2 separate regions of the Mus musculus genome follow, and region 2 is linked to region 1. The links are chromatin contacts, called in public HiChIP or PLAC-seq maps. All regions are on one chromosome and are shown on one strand. Each heading gives the region's core, a stretch centred on a gene start, on an enhancer-like site or on the middle of the called end of the contact. The rest is flanking DNA. Distances are from core to core; before and after follow the strand shown.

Region 1 (3,595 bases), core at 813-3,312:
GAGACTGGTTTCTCTTTGTGGTCCTGGTTGTTCTGGAACTCTGCCCTGTAGACCAGGCTGGCCTCGAACTCACAGAGACCCGCCTGAGTGTGTCTCTGCCTGGTTCAAACCCTAACCCTAACTCCTAATCACTTGGAGGCAGACACAAAAGCAAAATGGAGGTGAACGGTTTTCCAAGCCCCACAGTCCACCCTTCTGTTGTGCTGGGTCTCTCAACCCCTCATTCGTTTTATGCATGAAGGGGGGGGGGGGGAAGGAGCAAAAAAATACTCCACGTCTATAAATCCTTATAGGCTCAAAGTTCCAAGGTGGCAGGAACTGGATCTCTCCTCTTTTTACAAGCTGTACTGTGGGCCAAAGAGTTGAGTCAGATTCGGAGCTCAATAAATGGGCGTGGCAACTGAATTGCGTATCCCTTCTCTTCCGGCCTGCAGGAAAGCCACCCATCATCCCTTCAGGGTGGTGTGATCACTCCAGTGGACTGCAGACTGCGCCAGGCAGGGACTTTGGACTCTCTGGGAGGTGGTTTTGTGTGGTCATAGCAGCAGCTTGTCAAAGGACGAAGCAGAGGAGGGACGGGAACTTTTTAAAAACCCAAAGGCTCGTTATTTTTAACACCCCAGAGCTTTCTCTTTTCAGATTAAGCGGCTTCTGCACTCTTGCAAAGGATTGCACAGCTGAGGAATTCGTATTTACGTTTTAAATACTAATGGCTATTACTGTTTTAAGACAGGGTCTCATCTAGCCCAGGCTGATCTGTAACTCACTATATAATAGAAATTGACCTTGACTTCTGAATCTTCAGCCTCCAACTCAGGACGCTGGAATTTCAGGTATGCACTACCATGTTTGACTATTATTATTGTTTCTACATAAAGGACTGAACCTAGGACCCCAGGCTTAGAACTATATCCCATTTCCACCTCCCGCCCCACCAACCCCCTACTCATTCTGTGGACAATGCTCAATGCTAACCTCAGACTCACAGAGATTGGCCTGCCTCTGCAAGGATTAAAGGTGTGCCCCGACACCTCCTGTCTCTGCCTCATTTTTTAAACTTTTCATTTTGAGACAGTCTTGCTAAGTTGAGCAGGCCAGTTTTGAACTCTCTTTTTTGCCCATATAAACTTTGATTTTCCGATCTGGCTTTAGCCTCCGGCGTGGCTGGGATTACAGGTCGGTACACAGTGCCCAGCATTTGAGAGATTTGTTTCTTTTGCTTCTTTAACAGTCACAGACAAACTCACTGAAGGTAAAGGATGGGTGGAGGCTCCTGGGTGTGGCCAGCAAGGGCCTCCTGACACCCAAACTCCAGGGTGTCTCCTAGGGAATCAGACACAGCTAGACTAAATTAGCTCCTTTCCTTTTCCCTCCAAATTTAAAAACCTAAATGCTTTCTTGCTGAATAATATATAAATAAAGGGAAGACAAGCAAAAAGATGCCTGAGCCTCTGAGAAGGGTCGCCACTGTAATATGTAGTTTTTCATCTCTCTTCAGTTAAGGTCACTCACATTTCGGCTCCAAAATGAAAATAACCACAAATGGCCACAGCACAGACCCATGTACAATTTTCTCCATCTTCTAAAAATGAAATTACAAATGTTTGCAACTAAGTACTTCCCGCCGCAAAGTTTCTTTATCAAAAAGGACACCATATTTGTCCCAATGCCTATGTGAAGGGCCTTCGGCCAAACGAATGGGAAATCATTGGCCTGATTAACATCCTGTGATCTTAGATCTAAAAATGACCCGGAACCGGGTAAACAAGATGACGTCAGTGTGCTGGGCAGGCAGCGGTTCTCTACTGCCACCTGGAGGGCAGTGTGGTCAATGCCACACGAATTGTTTGCTAGTTTAAAAAATAAAAACGTTTGGACTAAAATGTGTGTGGGAACAGGGTCTTCATAGAGGGACAATCTTGATAAAATAAATAAATAAATAAATAAATAAATAAATAAATAAATAAATAAATAAATAAATAAATAATCAGGCTCTACATGGAGCTAGCGGTCTGGCTTGGCTCATGACAAAGGCCACCTGATTTTCCGTGCAGCTTCAGGCTTCCTTGGGACTTTGGCGTGGGAGGGAGTATCATGGTTCTAATTTATTTTCTTGTCAGGCTAATGTGAGAGAGAGGCTGCCCAGCTTTCTGCATTACACAACCGGCATGCTGGGAGATGCCCCAGAAATGTGCTGGGGTTGAGAAAAGGTCAGAAACTCGTCACTATTTCCCTTAGAAGACCGTCCACGAAAAGAAGATGAAGGGTGAATTTTAACGTAATAAAAACAAAAGCAAGACTGGCTTACTTTCAGATGAGTCCATTTGCTCGGAATGTTTACCAACCACCTCAGAATCTCAGCGGCTGAGGACAACATCTATGCTTTCCTTGCTAGTGGGCATGAAAGTCTGCCATGCCCTGACCAGGCAAGCAGGACTCCAAGCTCAAGGTCCCACACAGGCTGACTCTGCGTGGTTCCGTTCTTGCAAAGGAGCCAGAAAGAAAGTTTGTCCTATCTCTGAGGGTTCAGTGTTCAAGGCCCAGGTCAACCCAGGCAAAATCAGAAGATGCTCTTAGCCTCAGATCATCTAATGTGTGGGGCGGGGGAGATACACACAGTCTCCTATTGACGAAGCCCTGTGAAGTTCCATGGCCAAGTATGGCTGTGCGTAGTTCTGCAGAGAGGGAGGAAGGGATTGCAGATAACTGTGTGTGTTGTTAAAATAGTAAACATAGCATTATGAAAGCCTTTATACTTGCTTCCCTCTCCCCCTTCCTTCCTTCTTTCCAGCCTTCCTTTTGTTTTTGAGACAGTTTTACTCTGTTGGCCTGGTCTAACCTGGAAATCATTATGTAACCCAGGTTGGCCTTGAACACCTATCTCAGTCTCTCTACTGAGGATTGGAATTGCAGGCCCCAGTGACCACACTCAGCTCTTTTACTTTCTTTTCTTTCTTAGTTTCTTTTTTTTTTTTTTTAACTTTCATTTTTTTCAAAGAAGAACTTTAAGCCAGGCAGGATAGCACAATCTGACCACTTAGGCTAGCCTGAGCAACATGGTAAGCCCCTCTTCCAGAGTGAAACAAATTGCACTGGCAATGTCAGTTGTGGCAGACCATGGGCGTGGCATGCTCTGGTCCCCAAGTTCCTTCCCCGGCACCCCAAAGAAGCAACTTTAATCCCCACGGTGTAAACCGATTTCCTTCCAGGCGTGAATGGTTTGAGTGATAGCATCCTTACATCGCTGTATTCGTGGATTCACAGACGCAGATTTGTCGGCATCTAACCTGTGCCCCTGACCTCAGAGGCTTATTACAATGGGACACAATGTGTATTCAAACCAAGTCCCATGGAGGATTGTCATGGAGGATCAGGGCTAAGTTAACAGAGGAGCCACCATCTGTGACTGTTCCATCTGGATCTCATAGATAGCATGAGAGTGAAGGGCTTCGTGGATGGAACAGCTCAGAAGGGACCAGTGTCCCTCTTCTCACGGCCCTTCCTTCACAGGTGGGGGATGACTCACAAACTGTGAGGAAGCTGGAAGGAAGCAATAGGACTTCTTGTGCCAAATTCATGTTACTAGGAAGGCTCG
Region 2 (3,488 bases), core at 308-2,807, 110 kb before region 1:
TTCCTAAAGACTACTTCATATGAATGAATGAATGAATGAATGAATGAATGAATGAATGAATGTTTTTATAGCTTTCTTTGTTCTGTCTCAAGGTGGGATCTCATTCTACAACCCACGGCAGCCATAACGTTGCAGCAACCCTCTCGTCTCACTCCTCGGTGCCCGGATTATGTAAGTGTAAGCAACTACGGTCAGCTTTTAGTTCTAGGGTAAAATCACACACGTTCCCACAATGATGGCAACAATGCACCCTCTTCTACTGGAAAGAAATACTGTACTGGCTGGATTTGTCTGTCTGTCTGTTAACTTGACACAAGCTAGAGTTATCTGAGAAAAGGGAACCACAATGAAGAAAGCCCCTCCATAAGACTGGCCTGTGGGCAAGCCTGGGAGAGTTTGTCTTTTCCATTTATGTATCTATTCATATACTTACCTGTCTACCTACCTGTTTGTTTTAAGACAGTGTCTCCTTATGTAGCCCTGACTATTGTGGAACTATGTAGGCCAGGTGGGCCTCAAATCACAGAGATCTGCCTGCCTCTGATTCCTGAGTACTGTGATTAAAGATTTTTCTTGATTGATGTGGGAGGACCCAGCTCACTATGAACTGTGCCACCCATGGGCAGGTAGCAAGCAAGCTGGCAAGCCAGTAAATAGCATTCCTTCATGGTCTCTGCTTCAGTTCCTACCCTAACTTCCTTTGCCTGGGATAGGGGACTGTTAAGCTGAAATAGACCTCTAGTACCCAAACTGCTTTGGTAATGGTATTTTATCACAGCAACAGAAATACCTAATGTTTCAAGCCAAATACACTCTACTGCATAAACTCTTAAGAAGCCTTTCCAACCACATATACTTATCTTCATCCTGCACTCCAGGAAATAGTTTATCACAGACAACTAACTATATACTGCTTTATTAAGTGGTGATGCTTATGTACTGTGTGTGTGTACTCATGTGACATGGAAATAAATTTTAACTTCAACCTTTTATTCAAACAAATCAATCTTCTTAATGAAATTTATCTTTAATCAAAACTAAACTTGCTTATTATTAGATTTGGGTGTGTGTGTGTATGTGTGTGTGAAGAAGCCACGTTTAATTTGAGAATTTTAAATTTGTTTTTAAGAGGCAGGATTTAGCCTCTGGCCTCAGACTCCCAACCCTCCTGCCCTAGCCTCTCAATGCTGAGAGTAAAGTGTGTGCCACCATACCTGGCTTCCACACCTGGCTTCAAGAACTTTTTGATTGCAACACAAAGAAAAAAACAAAATATATCCCTAAGCCAAAAATCAAATTGTACTTACCCTAAGCTTGCCTCCTTGAATGAATCATCTATAAAGCCTTATGTAATGAAGGACTGATTCTAAGTGTCCCATTGTTCTGAAATGCCCCAAACTAAATCCAGTGGCACTCTAAACTCACAAGATACAAGCAGGAAGAGGCATACATTCCAATGCTTGGAACAGCAGAATTAGAGCCAACACACTACACAGCACACTCTCCTCACCATGACTACAAGCCCTCCCGCAAACAAAGAGGGCAGACTGACTGACTGACTGTCTATGTAGGAGCAGGTGGTTGGGCAGGGCATAGCGGTGCATGTTTCTGACCCCAGCACTAGGGAGGCAGTGGCATGTGGATCTCTGTGAGTTCAAGGCCCGCCTGGTCTACATAAGACACCTGTGACTATGTAAAGGGGCCCTGTCTCAAACATTAAACAGAAAAAAAGAAACAGGAAAATCAGAAAGCACGTCTTGCCAAGGGTAGCAACAAAAAGGGAGTCCTTGGAACAGAGGGGACTAAGAAAGCAACGAGCAAGCCAAGAGTAGAGTGCTCACTGCTCAGCAGCGCTGATGTGCATACTCCACTCCTGTGCCTACTCATTGCTCAGAGAGCAGGCCCAAGAGCAGGGTTGAAAAGCAGGGTTCACATTTAACATCCAATCTTTCTCAACCACCCCAGTGCTGAGGAGCAAACAAGACGTGAGTCTATATCTTGACCAGAACTGTCACTAATCTCATGTCCCTGAGCTGGGACTCAACTGTCACTAGGCCTTTTTATTTGTTCATCTTCCCAATGTTGCACACTGACTAAATCTCCTTTTCTCTCTCTGTTCTCTCTAGATTTACCCAAATCCCCTCTTCCTGAATAAGCACACTTGGATACCACTTATAACAAGACACTTTAAACTCCAAGGGGAGGGAGGGAGGGAGGGAGCTTCCTTAACAATTCTAGTCTCTCTTTACCCCTTAATACTTACAAATGTCTCCCACATTTACAACATATCCCCAAGGGAAGAATACTGCTGTGCACAGTGATGGGAGAACTGCAGCAGGACTGCTGAGACTGCAGACAGCCGTGACGCTCACCTAAGAGAGCATGTATGATCCACATGACCCTCCCATATCTTAATTTTGCACCATATGCTCAAAATCACATGTTGTCATATTAGGCAGATACCGCTGTACTCCTCACGACATGGCAGGCGTTATTTTAAATGATTCATACCTAGCTCTTTAAAATTCTACTTTAAATATATCACAAAAAGGACCAAACAAAGCATTTAATTAAATATCACTAGACAACTTTAAAAAAAAAAAGCGTTAGCAAAGGCTACCCAGATACTGCAGAATCCCCTTCCCTCCTGTGGTTGGCACACTTCTGGAAAAGAAGCACAAGGAAGCTGGCAGGCGGCACAATCGGTCAATCTCATTTCATCAAAGAGGATGGAGTGCTGTCACTCAGGGGTCCCTTTGGCACATGACACTATCATCAAGATGCATATACACAGTGACATTCAAGCCTAGTAACGACCCATTTAGGATAACATTTTTAAAAATAGTATTTATTTTATTATTTGTAATTATGTGTTTCTGTGAGAGCATGTACCCATGAGTGCCAGTGCCCGCCAAGGCCAGAGACATCATACCCCTCAGGAGCTCAGGTTACAAGCTGGTGTAAAGTTACATAAATGTGGATGCGGGCAGTCAGACTCGGGTCCTCTGAAAGAGCAATAAGCACTCTAACTGCTGAGCCTTCTCTTATCTCCAGAGCTCTTAATAGTCTCATTTTACAACTGAGAAGAATCAAAGTCAAAAGGAGCTTTCTAGAAAAATCTGGTAAAGTCCAAATAAAGTCTCAGATTTAGCTAAGAGAAAATACGGGATTTTTAGTTTTGACAGCTGTACCCCAATAATATAAAAAGTTAACATTATAGAAACAGGAAAAGAGGTCTTCATAACTTTTTTGAATGTCTGAAATTCCTTCAATGTTTCAACTTTGCTTTTCTGCATGGAGAGTAACGGGCTAGAGGCTAGCTCAGCTGACAAGGAGCTTCCCCACCTTGAGGAAGCTCCGGCTTCATCTCCAGCAGGACGTACACTGGACACTGTGGCCCACACCTGGACTCTCAGCACTTAGGAGAGAGAGGCAGGAGAATGACAAGTTCAGAGTTCATCCTCTCTTTGCCTACATAGTCTAAGGTC

What was found. HiChIP or PLAC-seq counts read pairs in DNA pulled down with a chosen protein or histone mark.
Region 2: a contact with region 1 is called in an H3K27ac HiChIP or PLAC-seq map of hepatocytes, with 3 times the contacts expected there. The contact joins two enhancer-like sites. A contact is called at or near these places in 5 of 484 Hi-C or Micro-C datasets (embryonic stem cells, granulosa cells, liver and 1 more), 8 of 115 datasets of contacts at active chromatin or transcription factors (the HPC-7 cell line, embryonic stem cells, hepatocytes and 4 more) and 2 of 9 other capture datasets (embryonic stem cells and pancreatic islet).

What each region holds. Positions count from the first base shown.
Region 1 is chr17:84,876,213-84,879,807 of GRCm38.p6, reverse strand. No RefSeq gene overlaps it. Among named protein-coding and RNA genes, the nearest start is that of Gm46582, 62 kb to the right of the region's middle. Within about 2 kb of position 2,062, at least 124 of the 459 cell types and tissues checked have an H3K27ac peak or open chromatin away from gene starts, as enhancers often do. A contact at or near this core is called in hepatocytes and liver, where this site is marked.
Region 2 is chr17:84,986,075-84,989,562 of GRCm38.p6, reverse strand. All of the region lies in intron 1 of Ppm1b (protein phosphatase 1B, magnesium dependent, beta isoform), which reads right to left. Among named protein-coding and RNA genes, the nearest start is that of Ppm1b, 30 kb to the right of the region's middle. Within about 2 kb of position 1,557, at least 34 of the 459 cell types and tissues checked have an H3K27ac peak or open chromatin away from gene starts, as enhancers often do. A contact at or near this core is called in hepatocytes and liver, where this site is marked.